Linked DNA regions of Mus musculus: region 1 is linked to region 2. The links are chromatin contacts, called in public promoter capture Hi-C maps. All regions are on one chromosome and are shown on one strand. Each heading gives the region's core, a stretch centred on a gene start, on an enhancer-like site or on the middle of the called end of the contact. The rest is flanking DNA. Distances are from core to core; before and after follow the strand shown. Region 1 holds the start of Hoxc5 (homeobox C5). Region 2 holds the start of Rarg (retinoic acid receptor, gamma).

The links. Promoter capture Hi-C pulls out the DNA fragments that hold promoters and counts their contacts.
Region 1: a contact with region 2 is called in a promoter capture Hi-C map of embryonic stem cells. The contact joins the promoter of Hoxc5 here to the promoter of Rarg in region 2.

Annotation. Positions count from the first base shown.
Region 1 is chr15:103,009,420-103,015,772 of GRCm38.p6, forward strand. It overlaps Hoxc5 (homeobox C5), which reads left to right and starts at 4,589. Exons shown (of 2, transcript NM_175730.5): 1 at 4,589-5,116; 2 at 5,809-6,353. The coding sequence starts at 4,663. The coding sequence ends at 6,023. It overlaps Mir615 (microRNA 615), which reads left to right and starts at 5,491; the gene lies at 5,491-5,582. Hoxc6 (homeobox C6) reads left to right here and starts at 143. Exons shown (of 2, transcript NM_010465.2): 1 at 143-586; 2 at 1,315-2,462. The coding sequence starts at 187. The coding sequence ends at 1,622.
Region 2 is chr15:102,252,407-102,258,992 of GRCm38.p6, forward strand. Rarg (retinoic acid receptor, gamma) reads right to left here and starts at 5,116. Exons shown (of 10, transcript NM_011244.4): 1 at 4,834-5,116; 2 at 4,064-4,133; 3 at 13-338. The coding sequence starts at 196.

The DNA.
Region 1 (6,353 bases), core at 3,339-5,838, 760 kb after region 2:
GCAGAAGCGATTTTTTTCCCCTTTCTTGACATCTGGCTTGCGATTGGCTGGAAGGGGGTCAGCTGACTTTGTCATTTTGTCTGTCCTGGATTGGAGCCGTCCCTATAACCATCTAGTTCCGAGTACAAACTGGAGACAGAAATAAATATTAAAGAAATCATAGCCCGACCAGGTAAAGGCAAAGGGATGAATTCCTACTTCACTAACCCTTCCTTATCCTGCCACCTCGCCGGGGGCCAGGACGTCCTCCCCAACGTCGCCCTCAATTCCACCGCCTATGATCCAGTGAGGCATTTCTCGACCTATGGAGCAGCCGTAGCTCAGAACCGGATCTACTCGACTCCCTTTTATTCGCCACAGGAGAATGTCGTGTTCAGTTCCAGCCGGGGGCCGTATGACTATGGATCTAATTCCTTTTACCAGGAGAAAGACATGCTCTCAAACTGCAGACAAAACACCTTAGGACATAACACACAGACCTCAATCGCTCAGGATTTTAGTTCTGAGCAGGGCAGGACTGCGCCCCAGGACCAGAAAGCCAGTATCCAGATTTACCCCTGGATGCAGCGAATGAATTCGCACAGTGGTGAGTTTTACAGCTCCGAGATATAAATTAAATAAACTGAACTGGCTTTATGACCGGCTTCCCTAGAAGAACGGGCGGAGAGAGTTTTTTATGGCCCCATAAAAACAATCACGCTCGTCTCCTCGCCGACACCGAGACAGGGCCCCCTCTTCAGCCCCCTCTGCTCGCCTTCCGCGCTGGCTCGCAAGGGCCTGGCCCCCTCGGTCCCTGACGGATTGGAGGGCTCCAAGAGGAGCTGAGGGGGTAGAAACAGGGCAGGGAATGAGGGGAGGGGACAGAAGGTGGAGGAGCCCCCCAAAGTCTAGTTAGGCCGGAGAAAAGGAAGGGAGTTAGGAAAGGGCAAAGAAGTGGGGAGAACTTTCCAGGGATCTAGAGTGTTGGGGAAGGTGGGGGAGCCCAATCCTTGAGAGATGGGGTCCTTATCCCCAGTAGTTGGTACTTTTTTTTTAAAAATCAGCTTTTAGACAGCCAGCTTTCTGCCTGTTTTTGCCCCGCCCCCCAGCTTTCTTTGGGACACACTTCTCCCACCTCGTGGGAGAACTGAATGAAGTTGGGGTTCTGGCTGTCCCCCCAGTGGGGGTGGGGCAGGGCAAAAGGGAGAAAGCTAAAGCCCGAAGGGGCTGCGAGCTGTGGGCCAAGTTGAGAGGGTCTGGACTTTGCTAGACGAAAATGTCTGCAGAGGACGCCTTGCTGATTGTTTTTAGTGTGTTTTGTGCCTGGATCTCTAGGGGTCGGTTACGGAGCGGACCGGAGGCGCGGCCGCCAGATCTACTCTCGGTACCAGACCCTGGAACTGGAGAAGGAATTTCACTTCAACCGCTACCTAACTCGGCGCCGGCGCATCGAGATCGCCAATGCTCTGTGCCTGACCGAGCGACAGATCAAAATCTGGTTCCAGAACCGCCGCATGAAGTGGAAAAAAGAATCTAATCTCACGTCCACACTCTCAGGGGGTGGCGGAGGGGCAACCGCCGACAGCCTGGGAGGAAAAGAGGAAAAGCGAGAAGAGACAGAAGAAGAGAAGCAGAAAGAGTGACCAGGACTGTCCTTGCACCCCTCTCTTCTCCCTTGCTCATCCCAGCTCCCCGAATCACACACTCTGTATTTATCTCTGGCACAATGATGTGTTGTGACTTCCTAAAACAAAACAGGGAGTCAGACGTGGACCTAAAAGTCAGCTTTGGACCCCCTCCCTCACTGCACAACTCTTCACTCGTCTCTTCCTCTAGCTCCCTCGCTAGCTTCTTCCTGGCTTGTCTGCAGGCCCCTTCCCTCGCCTAGGCCTAGGAGACCTGAACCTCGCTTCAGACTCCTCAGATGTCTCTCCAAGTGAGCCCTAGGCTCCCTCCCCACCCCCGACGCCCTTCACCCCCGCCCTCCGGCGCAGAGAGCTGGCTCCAGGGCCTGGGGCCTCCACTCGGGGGCCTCAGGGCCCGGCCTGACAGCCGGAGGGCAGGAGGCCTCAGGAGGGCGCGCCTTGGCCCTGCAACAACCCCCAGGGCCTCTCCCCAGTCCCTGCCCGGTCCCTCTGCCCCAGCAAATGCCCAGTCCAGGCAAATTGTATTTAAAGATTCCTGGGGGTCATTATGGCATATTTCGAACTGTGACCGTTTCTGTGTGAATATTTCTAGCTGTATTTGTGGTCTCTGTATTTATATTTATGTTTAGCACCGTCAGTGTTCCTATCTCATTTAAAAAAGGATTTAAAAAAAAAAGAGGGAAAATAACAAAAAGAGAAAAAAAGTGAATGACGTTTGTTTAGCCAGTAGGAGAAAATAAATAAAGAAATAACCCCCTACGTGTTATCCTCCTGTATAAATCCGACCTCTGGATCCGTTCTCGAATATTTAATAAAACTGATATTATTTTTAAAAGTTTATAATCCGCCTGTCTGCTCTTTCTCCCGCCCGCTGGCTTGCCAGCAGAGCTCTCGCGCGGCCTGCAGCTTGCAAAGCCCCCAGCCCTCCGCACTCGCCTGCCCTGCAGCCAGGCGCTGAGCCTCTGTCTCCGGGTTCTCCTGACCGAGATGGGGTTCTGAGAGGCCTCTGGGACCCTCCCTACACGGAACAGCACACACCCCGGAAAAGAAAAAGAGGAAAGGGGCCGCCTGGACTTTCGCTGGGGGCGGGGAAGCTTGAGTGAGCCGGGTTGGGCTCCAAGCCCCACGCGGGCCTTTCTTCCTGCCTGTAGCAGCCAGGGATCTTCGGCTTCTGAGCCCTGAGCCCAAAATGCAAGAAAAGGAGCCTGATCCGAGCACTAGGGTCGCTCCCACCCACTGCCAGCAGAATGGGGAGAAGGAGAACTAGCAAGCATGCCTCCAGCCCGCCAGGCCGGCTGTTGTGAAACCTGGCTGAGGCTCCCTGGCAATCCAAGGACCTCAGGAGTCCGTCCGCAGAGACTGAGCGATCCAAGGACGACTGGAAAGAGAAAGACTGGAAACTGAGTTCTGGCCTGTTCTGAGACTCCTGACCCGCCAGACAAAAGTCCTTCTTCCTTACAGCCCAGCCTATCTGGTTCCTGCCTCTTCTCTCCTCAAACCTGGCGCATGAGGGGCACAGTAGGACCCTAACCCTTTTTCAGATCCAGCCTTCTTTCCCCAAGGCTCAGCATAGAAACCTGAGTGGGCCTAGGGGAAGAAGTGTGGGTGGGAGGTCTCCCGGAGGGGGAAAAATCGGTCTGAGTTTTCCAGACTCTCCAGGTCCCTGCCACCGCCCCCCTCCTCCAGATCCTCGGCCAGCGGGGGTTGGGGGGAGAGTTCTGGCAGAGACTGAGAGTTCCTCAGTTCCTGAGGAAATGTGGGCAGTAAAGAGTAGGGTCTGGGACTAAGAAAGGGGATAGGACCCAAAGGTTGAAGAAACCCTGGCCAAAGACTGTGTCTGGGTTGCCCGACTCCCTGCCTGCCCACCCACCTCCCCATGAGCCTTCTATCTTGAAACCTGGGCTAAGAGCTTACCTCTAAAAGAACAAAAGCAGACTTTTATCTCTGCCTTGCTCATAATATTTGTGGAGGTTTCAATCTTGCCCCTCTATGCTCTTGGGGGTCATCTGAAATATCTGGCATTCTCATGGTACCACATGAAGACCACACAGAGCTGTAGAAGGGCCCTCCAGTTCATTGTGTCTAGTTACATGCATAGGAATGTTGCCTCTTGCAACATGTTAGGGTTCCTAACATTGTGAAGTCTACCCAAGTTCACCTGGCCCCTCACCTCCAGTCACATCCCAGAGAGTACCTAGGACTCTCAGCCTCAGGACCTGTCTGCTGCTTCTGCTCATTCAGGAACCCTCTCTCCTCTTGGGTATCCTGCCTACCTCCCAGAGGTTAATTTTTCCAAGCATACAAGACAAGCTTCTCTTTATCAAAACTGAGTTCAATCCTCCCAAGCAAGAGACCTTGACCTTTAGTTTAGGTAACCCAAGATATGTCCTCCTGGCTCTCCACGCTGGGCTTTAGCTACCCCAACTCTCTTTCTCAGTCATCATTGAAGTTTGGAAGGCTCTGGAGGTAGGGAACTGGCACTATTCGTTTCAAAAACCACCGGTGTAATTCATAAATAAGGCCTCATCCTTTCTCAATTTTAAGCAGAATTTTAAAGACAAGCTCAATGGGTTAGTTTGTCCAACAAGCAACAACTTCTCCACAAACTGACTGCTAGAAGGCCAAGCGATGCTACAAGATGAAATTCCTCCGAGTCGGCACCAGGTGTCGCTGTGAGCTCGTTGTCCCGACTACCCCCCAATTCCAAGAACCATTTTTTTTTCCTCCCCCTTGCTTCTCTTTCTCTTTCATCCCCCCCCCCCCAACCCCCGGGCTTTGCCAACATATCAAGATGCGTTTCGCCGGCTTCCATCACTAACCTCCCGGAGGTCATCAAGCCAAATTTATGAGTGGCCGCTCCAGTCACGTGACTCTATTTAAGGCTCCCTTATTTGGGAAGAGCGCATAGGATAAAGAAAGAGATATCTCCACCTATAAATTGTGCACTTTGGAGAACAAAAACCCCCTCAACTTCAAAGAGTCACAAATCACCCTTAATCAAAAAGGGTGCAGAAATTTTTTTTGGGCCCTCCCCGCCATGAGCTCCTACGTAGCCAATTCATTCTATAAGCAGAGCCCCAATATCCCTGCCTATAACATGCAAACTTGTGGGAACTATGGATCGGCCTCAGAGGTGCAGGCATCCAGGTACTGCTACGGCGGATTGGACTTAAGCATCACTTTCCCACCGCCTGCGCCTTCCAACTCTCTCCACGGGGTAGACATGGCTGCCAACCCCCGGGCTCACCCCGACCGCCCCGCCTGCAGCGCCGCGGCCGCTCCGGGACACGCTCTGGGCAGAGACGAAGCGGCTCCTCTGAACCCTGGGATGTACAGTCAGAAGGCGGCTCGCCCGGCGCTGGAGGAGCGAGCTAAGAGCAGTGGGGAGATCAAAGAGGAGCAGGCGCAGACAGGGCAGCCTGCCGGACTGAGCCAGCCACCGGCCCCGCCACAGATTTACCCGTGGATGACCAAACTGCACATGAGCCACGGTAAACTTTAGGACTTCATTTTGCGCGCTCGGGTCCGCCTGGGTTTTATAGGCCATGCGGGGCAAATAAAGAAAAAAAACCTGCGGCCATAAATTTTACGATCCAGGCATCAATGGCTCGTAAAACTGTCCACTAAAAGGCTTAGAGGCTGTGTGCGCCCAAATTTACGACGACATAATTGGATCATAGGAACAAAACGTGTATAAAAGGCAATATTCAATTTTGGGGGGAGAGGGAGGGAGTTAAAAAAATAGAGGGATCTGAAGGGTGAGGAGCATGGGGCTCCAGAGTGGGGATCCCCCCGCGGCTCCCTCCCTCCCTCCCCTGCGGAGCCGGCTCGGCCAGTGCTCGCGGCTCCGGAGGATTCCAGCGACTCGGGAGGGGCGGGAGGGGGGTCCCCGGTGCTCGGATCTCGAGGGTGCTTATTGTTCGGTCCGAGCCTGGGTCTCCCTCTTCCCCCCATCCCCCCTCAGCCCCTCCGGCCGCAGAGTGAAGGCGGCGGTGGAAAGTTTCCTGCCCAGGCGGAGGCGCTTCTCCCGGGACCGGGCCTGCCCGCCTGCGGCCCTTCTGGCCTGTCCCACCGCGCTCACCTCTACTCCCTCCGACCACGGGTGGGGCCTGGGACTAGGGTGGGACGTTGGAGTGCTGCACGCTATTCATCCCTCCCTGGTTTGGGGGAATTTATGTTCCAGAGACGGATGGCAAGCGGTCCCGAACCAGTTACACGCGCTACCAGACCCTGGAACTCGAGAAAGAATTCCATTTTAACCGCTACCTCACTCGCCGCAGGCGCATAGAGATTGCCAACAACTTGTGTCTCAACGAGAGACAGATCAAGATCTGGTTCCAGAACCGCAGGATGAAGTGGAAGAAAGATTCCAAAATGAAGAGCAAAGAAGCTCTTTAGAGGAAGCAGGGAGCCCTCAGAGAGCACCCCGGTCTGCTGTGGTCCCTGCGCCCTTCCTTTTCGGTTTTCCTCCTTCTAGATTTTGAGGCGGAGGCTAGAGCACTGGCTCCGGGCCTCCCAGACAAAAGCGCATTTCTTTGGCATTCCGAATCCCCATCGACCCAGGGTTCCGCAGGACCGCCTGCACTGCCTGTCTTGCCTCAGCTCAGCTGAGCACCCCAGGCCCGGGGCACATTCTTGTAGGGCGGGTACTGGATAAGTCTCAGCCTGGGCTGCCTCTCTCGGCTCCGAGCCCTAGTTCAGCTAGCCTGAGTTAAGGTGAGACAGACT
Region 2 (6,586 bases), core at 3,866-6,365:
CCTGAGACTCACAGAGAGAAGCCATCTCCTTGGGGAGGTCAGGCTGGCCCAGGCCCCGGAAGCTAGGGCTCAGCATCTCAAATGGTGGCGACCCTCTGAGTGCACCTGGGAAGGCGAATGGGAAGCCTGCTCCTGGGTAACCAGATCCAGGCCCCAGGGCACCGGGCGCAAAGAGTCTCTCCTTATTGGTGGCCATGGTAGCTGCGGCGTGGGAATCCCTTGGACTCTGCAGCAGGCGGGGGTGGTCTTCAGCTACAGCCCCCGCCCATGCCCACTGCCCTGGCCTGGGAGGCTCCGTGCCCACCCTGCCTGGTCTGTCCAGTGGGTTTCCAAGGATCCTAGAAAGAGATAAAGGAAAAGACACATAGATGACAATCTTCATGCGGATCACCAAGCAACCCAAGTCTGTGAGCGTCTGTCCTTCGGTCCTAACCCTAACCCTCCCTGGCTTGGGCACTTGCAATTCCATAGACTGGGCAGGACAGAAAGTTGTACGGAATCTGAGAAATCAGTTTAACCTCAGGTTCTAAGGTAAACAATGACTTAAGACCTTTTGGTGAGGTTCTGGGATGGAAGCGTCACAGCTAGACCAAACATCTGCTCTAACAAAGTAGAGAGTATGACTCCCAAGACTCAAACACTCAGACTGGGGGGTTATAGCTCAGTGGTGGGTTGCTTGCTTAGCAAGTAGCAAGTGCAAGGTTCTGGGTTCGATACCTAATTTCAAACTGAGCATGTATACCTTTAGCAGGCAGATCTCTCAGAGTTTGAGGTCAGCTAGATCTACACAGTAAGACCTTGCCAAAAGAAAAAGAAAAAAGAAAGAAAAGAAGGAAGAAGAGAGAAAAAAAGAATAAATAAAAATTAAGCATATTTAAAAAATAAACTAATTCAAACTCCTTTTTGTTTGTTTGTTTTTGTTTTGTTTTTCCAGACAGGGTTTCTCTGTATAGCCCTAGCTGTCCTGGAACTCACTTTGTAGAACTGGCTGGCCTCCAACACAGAAATCCGCCTGTCTCTGCCTCTCAAGTGCTGGGATTAAAGGTGTGCACCACCACCGCCCCACCTAATTCAAACTCTTACTACTGTGGTGGTAGCAAGCATATATCTCCACTTCTGAGTCTTACACGGCTTTGGAGAGTACAGTCACATGCAGACTCCCTGAACTGCACTGACGCCCCCCACTTGCTGGCTGGGGGACTTGAGAGGAATTATTTAATCTCCCTGTGCCATCTACCACTTGAGGATAACAGGACCCACCAGTTGGTAAGGTTGTTTGGAGGATTCACTAATTCAACATGCACTGAGTGTTTAAGATAAAGTAGCCGAAGCCGGGCGTGGTGGCGCACGCCTTTAATCCCAGCACTTGAGAGGCAGAGGCAGGCAGGACAGTCTGGTGTACAAAGTGAGTTCCAGGACAGCCAGGGCTACACAGAGAAACCCTGTCTCGAAAAACAAAAAACAAAACAACAACAACAAAAAAGATAAAGTAGGGCACATGTTAAATGCTATGTCAAAATCTCGTACTTGGTACTTCCCGAGTGCCTTTTAATTATCAATTGCTTCCTCTGTCTTCCTTGGTACTTCTCGTTTCCCTTCCCAACTCTCCCTCTGTCACCAACCATCCCACAGTCAGCCTACACTGCCTATGCTCTTTGGGCAGGTGGAGCCCTACTAGGAGAGAACCAGAAGAGACCCCCTCCTTGTCCTCAGTCTACATTGCTCCTCCTCCTCCTCTCTCTGAATTCCTAAAAACTCTCCCTATATTCTTTCCTCCCTCAAATGTAGCTTCCCTGACCCCTGATCTAGGAAAGGGGAATCTAGGTCCCGCACACCATCATGCGGTGGCCAAGGGAAAGATCCTCCATAGATCTCCTGAACCACCTACCAACTGTGAAGCTTAATGGGCTGGGGTGCAGCTCTGCTCCATAGGAGACCGATTAAAAGTGGACAGAGGACCACAGTGGGCGCCCAGGTGGGCATTCCACCCAGTTAGAAACTGTCTAGGGGAGCTAGAGAAAGTACCCAAGGAGCTACAGGGATCTGCAACCCTATAGGTGGAACAACAATATGAACTAACCAGTACCCACCCGCCCCGGAGCTCGTGTCTCTAGCTGCATATGTAGCAGAAGGTGGCCTACAGTGGAAAGAGAGGCCCATTAGTTGTGCAAACCTTATATGCCTCAGTACAGGGGAACGCCAGGGCCAAGAAGTGGGAGTGGATGGGTAGGGGAGTGGGGGGGGGGAGGATATGGGGGTACTTTTGGGATAGCACTGGAAATGTAAATGAAGAAAATACCTAATTTAAAAAAAAAAGAAACTGTCTAGGATCAGCGTCTTCTCCCTTGTCTTTGTACCTCTGCCTTTCCTGCCCCCCCTCTTTCTTTTCTCTTATCTCTCTCAACCTCCACACTCTTAGGAATAAACCGTAAAGGAGACTCTGACTCTCACTAGATGCCACCAACAGGCCCAGGACCCTCTAGCTCTTTACCCCGATGTCCCCAGAGTCCTACAGTATTAACTCATAGCCTCCAGGATCCTTCTCTTGGTCCATGAGGTCCTCATCCCAAGTCAAACCCAGGTGGATCCAGGAGTCCAGGGCCCCCTAGGCCCCTGGGCCATAGCTCAACAGGCTGGGCTACATTCCAGGTGGATTAACCCCTCCAATGCCAAGAATGATAAACTGGTAGAGCACCCCCCCCCCAATCTTTCCCAGATTCTGTTTAGACTGGAAATAGGCTCTCTATTCCAGCCATCCCTGTCTTGGCATCTTACCTACAGATGGGAACCAGACCTCTAGGGTAGGGCAGAACTTCAACAGGAGGTGGAGGGGAAGGGGTGTTCAGGCTCCTGGTCCTCACCAAGGACATTGTAAGCAAAGGACAACTCTCCCTGGCCTTCCTCCTCAACTACCTGGGAGGGGAGACTTAGAGGTGAAGAAGATAACAGATTCCTGTCTCCTAAGTCTGGTCTCTCTGGGAAGGGGGCGCACTTCAGTTCCAGGTAGAAGAGAGTAAGACAACAGTGCGGGAGTCAAAGGAAATCCTAAATGAGGCCTTAACTGTCTAGGTTCTTTGTGGGACCTGCAGAAGAAGGAGAACGCTCCCCTCTTCCCAAGATGCCACTTCAGATGGTGCGGCTTAGAAGGCGGGCAACTGACTTGGGGAAAGGGTTCTTACAAAGCTTCTCTTAGAGATGAGGTGGAGTTGAGGGGAGGGCATGGATGAAGGGGGCTGCCGGATGGAAGGGGGGCGTCTCCCTGCTGCCCTGCCCGCTCCAGAGCCTGGAACAAAGCCGCTCTTGTCAGTTGCTCTCCACCCGCTGCCCCCCTCCCCTCTGTATAAACACGACCACCTTTTTCCATGACCCCATCTCCAGAATGGGAGGAGAACCCAGGCATCCTCTGCCCTATCCTGAGCCCCAAGCCTGTTCTCCAGGAGACAGCAGTGGACCCAGCTTCCCTGGCTCCGTGCCGTTGTTGGGGGAGTCTAGACCCTTGATTCTCCACCTTGAATCCTCAGGTGCCCTCCCTCTACCCCACTGGCCCCAGGGAGGGGCAGTACCCAGGAGGCAGGCAGGCAATGCCAGTGGAATGTGTGTGGGCATCAGAGGGCACGGGCAGGGTGGGGCCGAGGGGGGAACTGGAGGTGCCAGTTAGGTGGCTTTCTGAGCCAGAGGTGGGGGTGTGCCCCGGGGTTGGGGGGGCGTGTCCTATGCTGCCTACCAGTTCTAAGCCACTGTGTGTGTGTGTGTGTGTGTGTGTGTGTGTGTGTGTGTGTGTGTGTGTTGGGATAACCAAGCTCCGAGCACCCTGGACACACACTCCCCTTGACCCCCTCTAAGTATCCTTACTGACAATGGCTGTGGTCCTCAAACCCTAACTCAGTACCCGAAGAATAACCATAAGGGCAGAAGCCTCAAATTTGAGGAGTAGGATCCCAACTGCCCCGGGTTTAAGCCCTACAAGAGGGAATTATTTGAGCATTTTGTCCTTGAGTTCCCTCCCCGAGACAGACATCCCTGCTGCCCCATCCCCATGACCACCAACTAAGCATATTCTTACCCTCTGGCCTCTGCAGAGAGTCCCTCCTACATACTGGGCCAGGCTGAGGTGAGGGACCTGGTGGAAACTGCTGGAAAGGAAAGAGGCGCTGTCAGTGGCACTCCAGGACAGGGGCTCTCCTGAACCTGTCCGGGCGTTATAACTCTAGCTTTGTTCCACTGGGGCCTCCCCTTGAGAATATTCTAAAAGAGCTCCCCTTCATTGGCTCACTTGTGCAGTAAGGGATAGATCAGAGAGAATCCAGGTTCTGCAGTCCAAACTCCACAGACCACTTTACCCACCTAGACACTTGCTAGAGCTTTCCTAGTCCCCATACAGAGCCCTGCCAATCCACTGGAGAAAGGGTACTTGGACCATCAGATCCACCCTTCAGTATGCCCCCGCCCCACTCCGGTGGAAGAATGCCATCCTTTCCCAGAGGAGGAAAACCCGTCTTCTCTGACATTCCGAGTACAGGAACATTGGTTCGCTTGCCCAAGACTTTCCTAAATGCTCTCCTTCAATACTCACCAAAATCAAGGGCAGACAACCCGGCCCATCCTCAGTCTGTCTAAAAAAAAATCTCCCCTTTCTCTTCCCGGGTCACGACTGACCCCAACTTGGGGCAGGAAGCCTCCGCATAAGCTCGGCTAACAGCTTGGCCACCCCCGGAGGGAAAGGACCCCAAGGCTCCCGACGCCCCCGCCCCTGGCTCATTTCAGCAGAGGAGCCCCGGCGTCCGCGGCCGGAGGGCGGCCAGGCGGGCGAGCCGGCTTCCCCGCCTGACTCACCTGGAGGGGAGGGCGGGGGAAGGAAGGCCGCAGAGCCCCGAGGTCCCGGCGTCGGGCGGTCTCGGGGATGGAGCACCGCGGTGTTAGTGACTCGCGGTAATGGGGGGCTTCAGGGGGGCACGGCTCTAGGCTGGGACAATCCCGGGGCCTCTCGGAGCCCGCCCGCCCACGTGACCGCCCCAAAATATCCGACACATTTTCTCCCAAACCGCACACTGACTCCGCAGGCGGGGACACGGAAAATATTTTCTTTCTTTTTCTCCCTCCCTACCCCCCCCACCTCCCTCCCTGCCTGGCTCCCTCCTCCTCCTCCCGCCCTCGCTCCTCCCTCCCCTGCCGCCTGCCCCTGCCCGGCTCCCTCCTCGGTGCCCTGGGGCTGGGGGGGGTGGTGGCTGGGGGGGGGGAGGACTGGGCGGGGCGGCCCAGGACGCCTGGGTCTCTGCCCCTCCCATTTGCTAGGCTTCCGTGGCTCCATCCCCGGGAGGCCGGGCAGAGCTGGCAGAGGTCAGTGTCCTGGGCTCCATGATGCCAACCCTTTCTCTCTGGCGCTATCCCCCTTCCAGCCATTTGGGGAGACTGAGTTGTCTTTAGCCACGCTGTATTCTGCCAGGCCGGTCTCTGGTACCTCCCAGGGTAGGCAGTGAGAGACTTGGACACTGCCAAGACGTGGAGTGATGGGGCAGGAGTATACCAGAGGAGAAGGCACTGTCCCCTTTTCTTAGTTAACCTCCACCTGCAGGTCAAAGCAGTATCCCTTCCTCTGGCCTTCTCTGTCCTATGGCCTAGGAGCAAACTGGTTTAACTAGTGGGGGTTACGATGAAGGTGCTACGAATTGGGTTCACAGGCTTCCTCCCTCTCATTCTGCCTGAAGTTGACTCCAGGAGTTAAAGCGCGTGGGTCTCTCGCTGCCAATATCGTCCCCACCTTTAGACTTGGATTTAGAGGGGGAGAGGCTGGCTGGGAGGAGGGCTGAAAGAACTTTAGGGAGGAGGGGGGATGGGAGGAGCCTTGCGCTGGGTGTGAGGGAGAAAGCCCAGGCGAGGGTGTGTGTCTGGCTCAGCCAGCGAGGCCTGCCTGGCTGCCTGGTAGATGCGCCACGAATGTTGTTGACGCTGGGTCTCTAGAAGCCCAAAGTCTGTGTCTAATAGGGATATTCTCTGTCTCCAAACAAACCGAGGCTGAAAGGCTCTCGAACCTAGAGAGGGAAGCCAATAGTTTGACTTTATACCACAGAGCACAGAGCCAGAGAAAAGTGAAGTCCTATGCACTCTCACAGGGATGGTCACGACTCCAGAAGAGGAGAAAGCTCATTGGACGGGCTGGGCCAGGCACTAGCCCAAAGGACCATCCTCAGCAACGCTCCCAGAGTGGCCAGCACCTGGGGAATGGGCCCCTGAATCACATCACATTTTCCACTTTGGAATTACTCAGCTCTGGTCTTGCTGTCACCCTAGGGGCCAGGCATCCCCCTCCTGGGAAAGGCTTTTCTGGGTAGCCATTATCAGCTAAAGGAGAAGGGGAAAGAGAGGCTTGCTGTGGCAATCCCAAGAGACCAGAGACGTTGTGGGGGAGGAAGGGGGGGAGCACAGACGAAACTCTGCCTTTCGCTCCAGGGCTGGGAATAGGTACTCCAGGGTCCCGTCCCCAGGTGGCCTGACTGCTGTTGACTTTGCCGGTTACCCTGGGAGCAGCTCTTAGCAGTGTGGGAGGGGTGTGTGTCCGGGAGTTGGACCCTGGCATTCAGGCTGGGGT